3 separate regions of the Mus musculus genome follow, and regions 1 and 3 are each linked to region 2. Evidence: chromatin contacts called from public Hi-C and HiChIP or PLAC-seq data. All regions are on one chromosome and are shown on one strand. Each heading gives the region's core, a stretch centred on a gene start, on an enhancer-like site or on the middle of the called end of the contact. The rest is flanking DNA. Distances are from core to core; before and after follow the strand shown. Region 1 has its middle 16 kb from the start of Gm41285. Region 2 holds the start of Dap (death-associated protein). Region 3 has its middle 28 kb from the start of Gm26416.

Region 1 (2,754 bases), core at 122-2,621, 55 kb before region 2:
TGAGTGGTGAATTCATGTTGGTTTATTTTCTGTGTAAACATGCCATGGTGTCTAGATACTTGGTTAAACATTATGCTGGATGTCTGTAGGGGGTGTGCAGTTTTGAATATGGCTTAAATTGGTAGCAGTGGACTAGAGCAGACTGTCCTCCATCTGCCCTTTAAGCTGTGCCTCTGAGGCTGATATCTCCAAGAGCCAGGGAGGTCTATCATAGACGAGCCCTGGGCTCCCACTGTTATCTCAGCTCTTCCCAGGTCTGCATCCTACTGGCCCACTCTACACAATGCATTTGCCAGTCTTTATAGCGTTATGAGCTAACTCTCATCTGTATTTTAAAAATATTTCATTATTTTATTTTATTATTTTGAGGTAGGCTCTCTCCATCTAGACTTATACTTGTGGTCCCAGCACTAAGAGAGACACATAGGCAAGAAGATGGCCAACATGGTCTACCTAGCATGTTGCAGGCTAGTTAGGCCTACACAGTGAGTCTGTTTCAAACCTACCACCTCCGCCTCTGCATCTGCCGCTGCCACCTCAACAAAAGGATGCAAAAGCAGGAGAGGGAGTGGTTGGAAAGGCATGGTTTGGATGAGAGTGACAGGAGGAGGACAGGAGGGTAAATCTGGTCAAAACATATCATGTATACGAAACTGTAAAGAAACTCCAGAGCCACATTGCAGGGCCGAGAGCTGGTTTAGCAGTCAAGAGGGCTTCCCTCATAAAACTGAGGGCCCAAGCTCAAATCCCCAGCATCCCCCACTCCCACCTGTGTCTGTAACTCTATTGCTGTATAGAATGGAAAGAGGAGGTTCGCTGTGGCTTGCTGGCTGCCAGCCTTGTTACAGGCACAGTGAGAGACCTCGTCTTAAGAGAATAGGGAAGAGAATGAGAGAACAGGACACCTGCTGTCTTCCTCTGGCCTCTGCCTGTGCTCAAGGGTATATACATAGCCTTCCACCAGGCACCCATAGGCTACACACACACACACACACACACACACACACACACAGAGACACATGCCCATATATACGCATACAAATAAAAGTAAAAAATAAAACACAATGTACATGGATATGAAATTATAAAATAAAAAAGAGCAAACAAGTTTCTATGAATGTGTTTCTGCATGTATGTCTGCGTATAGCTAGATGCCACTTAAAACAGGTGTTTGCTCTGAGAAATGAGCCATGACATGATTTTGCCATTTTCAGACCTCGTGTGTGCTTACACAGCCCGTGACAGGCACTGTGTCCCTAGGTGATGTAGTCTCAGGGAAATCCCCAGCATAGAGTGAGATCTATGAGGCCAGTTATTGGCTACAATGTTCTATGAGTTGTGACTGTGTGTAGTCACGCCCTTTGGCTCTGGTTCTCTGGGGACTCCCAGCCCAGGCCACAGTTACAAAGTTATTTACTGCCGCTTCCTGGTTCTTCGGGAGAATATGGCTGGGGAAGCCCCTCTGGAGCCTTGTGAAAGGCAGAGGGTTTTTTGTTTTTTGTTTTTTTTTTGTTTTGTTTTTTGTTTTGTTTGTGTGTTTGTTTTCTTGTTTTGGTTTGTGTTTTGATCCTGCAGAGGCCAGTAGGATGCCCTGTCTTGGGGGGAAAAATTACTTTCGAGTCTGTAGAAGGTAATGTTTTAACCAGCACAGCAGCTGGGAAGTCAGGAAACCTGCAGAACAGCAGAACACCAGGGGCTGTGGAGGCAGGAGGCAGATGTTTAGAAAATAATTAATTAATCACAAACCTGCTGGGTTGGCCAGTATCTGCCTCCCACCTGGCTCTAGGGCATCTGAGTTCAAGGCTGTACTAGGCCAGGCTATGCCCTCTGTTTGGCTGATGCCCATTCTGCTGTCCACTGACCAGGGCTACCACAAGCCGGGTCTCTGCTTCTGGCTGCACACAAAGGCTCATCTGGCTGCCACACTTGCTCTATGGAGGAGCAAGGATGGGTGTGCAGGGCAGTGCTGTGCATCTTCCAGGCAGCTGCTAAGCTTGTGATGGCGACTTGTGCTCCTGAGCACACCCCAGGGCTGATTCCTCTTCTCTTTCCCCACCTCCTCTTGGAATTGGATAATTGGACAGAATTCACAGCATCTCCAATCGATCTTGTTTTATAAACCAGAATGATGATAAATCAAGGTCATGAGAGAACCCACTGTCTTATTATGTACAGCGGTTATCAGGGAACTTCTGGGAGGTTCTGCAAAGTTCCTAGTTCCCTGTGTTATGACAATAAAACTGAGGCTTAGAGAAGAGAAGCAAGTTGCCCAAGGTCTTATGGGTAGCAAGCAGACAAGGTAGAGCTTAAACTGGGGCCTATCCTGAGCCCTGGAGTTGGCTGTCCCGGGGAACCAGGAGCTAAAAGGACCCAGAAAATGGGTGGGTGTTGATCTACCTAGAACAAATCCAGGGCTCATTTGAATTTGACATTTGCCCTCCTTGGCCAGGAGGAAGCAATGTTGGGGTTTCCTCTGCTCTAGGCTCCCAGGGTTGTTTATGGGAGCCTACTTAGCTCAAGGTCACCTGCTTAGCTTCCTGGTCCTGTTCAGTCTGTCTCATCTGCCCCATGTGCTTTCTGGCGTGCACCCCTGTCTCAACAGCATCTCTGCAGTCACATCTGCACAGTTCCCAGGGGGAGTGTCCATACCCCCTCTTTCACCAGTCCTTACCCTTCAATAGAGCTTCCATGACGATGGACCCCAGGCAGCACCTGGCCTTGGCATCTCTCCCAGCCTTCACTTCAACTTGTAAA
Region 2 (2,700 bases), core at 167-2,666:
ATACACTAGTAAGATTTTAAAAAATGCTCAAAGAAAACCACATGAGACAGGAAGTCTACAAAAATACCACTGAGTTCGTTTTGCGTTGGCCATCTATTTACTGGGGCATAGGGCCTACCCTGAAGGTGGTTTAATATACTCAGTGAGACGCCACTGGCGAAGCAAGCCGGTACCCATTGCGGACAGACTTGGTTAGGGATAGGAGCCAGTATCTTAAAGGTAATCTTTCCACAAGTTAATTTGTATTGTAAGAAGTGAGAATTGAACCCAGAGCCTTCCATACTCTAGCATAGTATCTTACACTGAACACAAAGACTCCCGTAGCTATAACTCCTAACCCCAGTTAGGCGAGTTGAGAAGCACTGTCATAGTGAATCAGCTTTGAAATACAGCATACTTTAAAGGCAGTTTCCTCTCTCCTCCTGTTCTCCAGTGGGGCCAGCAGCTGGAGAGTCTAAGTTTTTACTACAGAAAGATGGTACAGATGTGTCCCTACCCCACACAGTCCTCCAAGGTCTGCAGGGAGATGCCCTGGTTTTATACCACAGGAGACTTGGCTTCTAGGACCCACGGTTTCCAGGCTGGCTCTCTGTGGTGCTTCCACAGGTATCTCTGCCACCAGAAAGGGCAGTAGAAATGCCAACTCCTCCAGCCATGGAGGAACAAACAGGAACTGAGTGGAGGCGGCTGCCCAAGGCACACAAAGGTTGCTCACCATTTCCTAAGAGAGGTGGCTCTTTACTGGACTGAACTGCCAGTAAAAAGAAGTTTTGGCTCAGAAGTTCCGGGTTTGCTTTAAAAAAATACCGTTTTAACCACTTTCAAGAGGGAGTTGGATGCGAAAATTAAATGAATAAAGGAAGTCATGCCGGGTGATTAATGATCATAATTATTTCCGCTTCTTTGGTCTGTCAGTGTGAAATGCTGTCAGCCCACGATTAATCATCATGATACAACACTACCTTTTAATTGTTGGGGGTCTCCCACGCAAACATCTGTGCAATCTCATAAAAACTGCCTACTTTTGAGTTTTGACTTGTACAACTAGGGTGTCCCCGCCGGGGAGGGCTGGATCCCGCGACCCGCTCACCTGCACCCCGGGCCCGCTCACCTGCGCGCCTGCGCAGCACACAAGCAAGGGGCACCGGGGCACTGGGACCCCGATCCTGCCCTGTCCCCTCCCGGCGCCCCAAGACATAGTGCAAACCAGTCAGTACCGGCGGGCGGGTGTCCAGCTTTGGTCTCCAGCTTTCCTTCTGGAGGCGAAGACATGGCGCCGCTGGTTTTCGGAGGGGCGACGGCAGCCGCGGGGTGGGCGTCAGTGCGCGCGCGAGGACTCGGGGGAAGGCGTGAGGCGCGCGCTGCTCGGGAACGCGCACTGCCGCCCCGGGCAGGGGGGCGTGGCTCCAAACGGCTGCGTGGCACGGTCCCGCCCACCCGAACTCTGTGAGCCGCCTCGCCTCGCCCCGCCCGTCCTTGTGGAGCATGCGCAGCGGCCAGCGCCACGTACGACTCCAAGGCTATTGTATGGGAAGGATGACAGGGCGCGTGTGTACGTGAAGGGCGGGGCGGCCCTGCGACCAGCGAGGGGCTGGACCCGTGGTGCGTGTTCACTAGCCAAGCTGTCACTGAGGGAAGCGTAGCCTGCTGGTGGTTCGAGACCCCAGCGCGGGGTTTCGTTCAGAGATGGCAGCTCCTGGCTCCTTGGCTCACTTTGCAGCAAAACTTATCCGTTACTCTCTAGAACTCGCAGCTCTGCAAGATCAGCAGTCTTCTATCTTTAGAAAAGGGCCTGCCACCATCCCTTCCAGGCTGCACACGGATCTTAGACGACCCAGCTATTAAAAGAGGCAGGGTGCCACACCTCTCTACTCCTTCCTTACTCTCAGAACCTCTTGACTGATCTCTCAGAACCTCTCCCTGACCCCAGGCTGCCAAATCCGAAGGTCACTTGTCCAGTGCCTTTGATCTCGTAGGAGCACTGCAGACAGCTCTGGATGTTCTTTAGCTTTAGGGACGCCATGTCTCTGCCTTGTCCAGACCACCGTGGCTGCCATTCGGCTTGGCAAGCTTCTCTGTAGACTTGTAAATATTTGTATCTCCCGTGCATCATCCTTGGCCCTCTTCCCTACACGTTCCTGGGGTGCTTTCCACTGTAATGATGTTGGCGTCTGAGTAATTCATAAATTACTCAGAATTATTTAGCTCGCGGTTCTCAAGAGGCAAGTGGTTTGCAGGCTTGCATAGAAACAATTTCTTAGTCGAGGAGGTTTGAAGCCCTTGTGGCCATCAAATGCAACCTGTAGCACATACAACCCACAAGGCTTTTTTCGTGACAGGGCCTGGCAAACTAGCAGCTCATTGCTTATGGCTCCTTGACCCATATTGGTTGTTCTGATCCTTCTTTAGTGGGACAGGCCAGTTCTTCTGGTCTTGGCATCTGCTATTCCCATCACTGAGCACTGATTCCTCCAGATATCTACATGACTGACTCCTTCCTATAGTACAACCAGCTTGTGAAGTCAGCTGACCTGTGGGATCTGAGAATGTAGCCAAGGTGCCCGGCTCATGTTTCTGTTCATGTTTTTTACTGCCTCCATGCGATCAACCTCATCTGGCCGTCCTTATTTCTCTCTGCTCATTTACTGGAATTCTCCATGGACTGGACTGTCAGCTCCATGGAAGGAGAAGCCTGGTATA
Region 3 (2,700 bases), core at 86-2,585, 58 kb after region 2:
TAGCTAGCTAGTGGCTGTCTCTCTTCATGTCTTCACGGCTGATGGGAAGGAAGCCTGCTGATGGGGTCCAATACCAGAAATAGCATCTTATCACACATGGCTAGCTGTGGGCAACATCAAAATTGGACACTTATTTTCTACTGGATAAATTCTGCTTTGGAGGCAATCAAAAATAAAAAGGTTGAAAAATCCTAAGTTGAACTTGCACAAGCCAGGGACTAGTGTGTGTGTGTGTGTGTGTGTGTGTGTGTGTGTGTTGGAGGCTATCTATGTATGCATACACACATTTATTTTACTTTTTGAGATAGGATCGCAGTACATATCCTAGGATGTTTTCACATTTCCAGTCCCGCCTCGCTGTCCTCGGTGCTGGGTTTGCAGACATGTGCCCACATCCCGCAGAAACTCCCTCTCTCTGTGTATGTTCTTTCCCCCACTCTCTGCTACACACTGGATATTTGTTCTCCACTGGTTGATCCTCTCTTCAGTTCTGGTTAATCTGTCACCTAACCTGTCCATGGGCATGCTAGCATTTCCTGTTTTCTCTTCTGGAAACCGCATTCATCAAGAAAGCCTGCCTCTTCGTTCCTGTCTTGGTGTTCCGTGGTGCTCACATTTGTTTGTCTTTGATCATTTTTAGTGGGCGGACTTTGTTATGTCTATCACGTTTTCCCAGTCCCTCAAGGTCCCGATAATACTCCTTGTCCCATTCTCTCTTTTCCCTCTTTTAGTGACTGCTGAATCCACGCTATGACATGGATGCTCCCTCCATCTCTCCTTTCTGACATGAGAGCCCGTTCACCCTGTCGACAGGAAGCGCTGCACAGCTGTCTCTACTGGTAACCACAGGTTTTCACTGCTTTGAGATGTTGGTTGTGTTTTGTTCTATTTTGAGGTCCTGGCTCTGTTTTGATAGTACAAATTTAGACTCTACACCTAAGCTGCATACAAAATTTCTGCTTTGACTTCTCATTGAAAGACCTTACAGTTACTTTTAACCTTAATCCCCAGACAGAGATCAATATCATCAGGCCAGCTGGAGAAGTCCCTACAGCCTTTCATGCTAATTTTTAAGGGATGGGCTCTCTGCTTCAACTTCAATGCCTGCAGTGTGCTCTATGACCCCAGGGATGCAGTTCTGTAAGCCCTTTGCCACCAGCTCTCTTTTAGCTTTCCCAGCGAAGTACTCAGAGTGAGAGTGGAAGAAGGAAGGAACGAACAGACTCCACTTGCTGACTGTCCTCTTTCCTGAGCCATCAACCTGAGCCACAGCGCTCAGCTCAGTTGGCAGTGCCAGCCATAGTGCTCAGCGCAGTCAGCAGTGCAGGAGCTCTGGTTCCCACTTCCTTTTTGAGGTATCCAGTTCAGCCTCAGAGACACAGTGCCAGATGGTAGCATCCCTTCTTTGAGGTCTGGATCTTATTTGTATCGGGACCTAAATCCAGGGTGTTCGTTTTTTAATCTCATCCTTTGTCAAGAGCACTATGGTGGGCAGACCCACATCTTTCCTGTCTGTGATTGTAACTCTTGAATGTGGGCTGAATGACAATGATGGGGTACTACGTCTGAGAAGAGGCTTCAGGCTCTGCCTTCTTCTATCTTGCTTGATCTTGCCTTTTGTTTGCCCACTATCAGGGAAACTGGCTATTCTGCTACAAGAATCTCTGTGTTGAAGCCCAGTGACGAGGGACAGAGGGAAGCCTTGGTTAATGTCTGCCAATGGTTTGCAGCGGATGAAGAACTAATCTTACTGATAGGAGTGATCTTGGGAAGAAATCCACACCCACTTGGTATCTTGAAGGGAGCCTTAGAAAAGGCCCAGCTAAGCCATGCCAGGATGTACATCCTACAGAAGCTGTGAGATCATACATGATCATGGCTTCCAGCAACTCTACTTATGATAACAGAACCATATTTTTGTGGAGGCAAAGGATCTTTGAATACATGGACTAAGAGTAAAGCTACAAGGTCCAGTTTTCTGTACCTTCTAAAGATGCTAGAATTCATTCTCTCTAAACACAAACATTTAGTCCTGGCCTCACCTTTGGGCCTCAGGATCTGGGTGCTTCTTGGGTACCATGTAACCTCTTTCTAAGTGCCTAGAAGCATCTGTCCATTCCATATCCTCCCTTTCTCTCTCTCTCTCTCTCTCTCTCTCTCTCTCTCTCTCTCTCTCTCTCTCCCCTCCCTCCCTCCCTCCCTCCACATTCATGTTTTACATGTGTGTACAAATGTGTGCATGTACACATGTACATTCATGAAGTTGTGAATATGTATTCACTTACATGTAAAGGTCTTGGATCAATTTCTCCATACTGTCTACCTTTTATTTTTGAGGCAGGGTCTCTCATTGGCCTGGAGATTCTTGGGTGGAGAAAGCTGATTGACCAGTGAGCCCTAGAAATTTTACCTCCCCAAGAACTGTAAGTTTACGCCCCTCTGTCTGTGGCATGTTATTGATTGCCAGATCCCTGCTTTTACATGGATTCTGGGACCATTCTCAGGTCTTTATGTTTACACAGGGTTACTTCACCAACTACGTCATCACCCCAGCCTTTCACGAAATTTTTGAACTTCTCTTCTAAATACTTTGCACATTACCCAGGGTTTCTCTTCATTTTAAGAGGAAGTGGGTATCCCCAGAATCCTGCTTTCTCCCCACGGTCAGATATCAAAGCCAAGCAGAAGGCTCTGGCTGTT

Evidence for each region. Hi-C and Micro-C count contacts between places; a contact is called where the count stands out from the background. HiChIP or PLAC-seq counts read pairs in DNA pulled down with a chosen protein or histone mark.
Region 1: a Hi-C map of pre-B cells shows a contact between it and region 2, with 2.7 times the contacts expected there. The contact joins the enhancer-like site here to the promoter of Dap in region 2. A contact is called at or near these places in 1 of 39 promoter capture datasets (liver), 18 of 484 Hi-C or Micro-C datasets (2-cell embryo, B cells, bone marrow-derived dendritic cells and 6 more), 4 of 115 datasets of contacts at active chromatin or transcription factors (bone marrow-derived dendritic cells, cardiomyocytes, embryonic stem cells and 1 more) and 3 of 9 other capture datasets (adipose tissue, liver and pancreatic islet).
Region 3: a BATF HiChIP or PLAC-seq map of CD8 T cells shows a contact between it and region 2, with 10 read pairs. The contact joins the enhancer-like site here to the promoter of Dap in region 2. A contact is called at or near these places in 1 of 15 datasets of contacts at CTCF or cohesin (CD8 T cells), 9 of 484 Hi-C or Micro-C datasets (CD4 T cells, CD8 T cells, CD8 central memory T cells and 3 more), 9 of 115 datasets of contacts at active chromatin or transcription factors (CD4 single positive thymocytes, CD8 T cells, double positive thymocytes and 4 more) and 4 of 9 other capture datasets (adipose tissue, embryonic stem cells, liver and 1 more).

The regions. Positions count from the first base shown.
Region 1 is chr15:31,278,343-31,281,096 of GRCm38.p6, reverse strand. No RefSeq gene overlaps it. Among named protein-coding and RNA genes, the nearest start is that of Gm41285, 16 kb to the right of the region's middle. Within about 2 kb of position 1,371, at least 63 of the 459 cell types and tissues checked have an H3K27ac peak or open chromatin away from gene starts, as enhancers often do. A contact at or near this core is called in B cells, pancreatic islet and pre-B cells, where this site is marked.
Region 2 is chr15:31,223,101-31,225,800 of GRCm38.p6, reverse strand. It overlaps Dap (death-associated protein), which reads right to left and starts at 1,416. Exons shown (of 4, transcript NM_146057.3): 1 at 1,218-1,416. The coding sequence starts at 1,272.
Region 3 is chr15:31,164,981-31,167,680 of GRCm38.p6, reverse strand. No RefSeq gene overlaps it. Among named protein-coding and RNA genes, the nearest start is that of Gm26416, 28 kb to the left of the region's middle. Within about 2 kb of position 1,335, at least 38 of the 459 cell types and tissues checked have an H3K27ac peak or open chromatin away from gene starts, as enhancers often do. A contact at or near this core is called in CD4 single positive thymocytes, CD8 T cells, CD8 central memory T cells and 5 more, where this site is marked.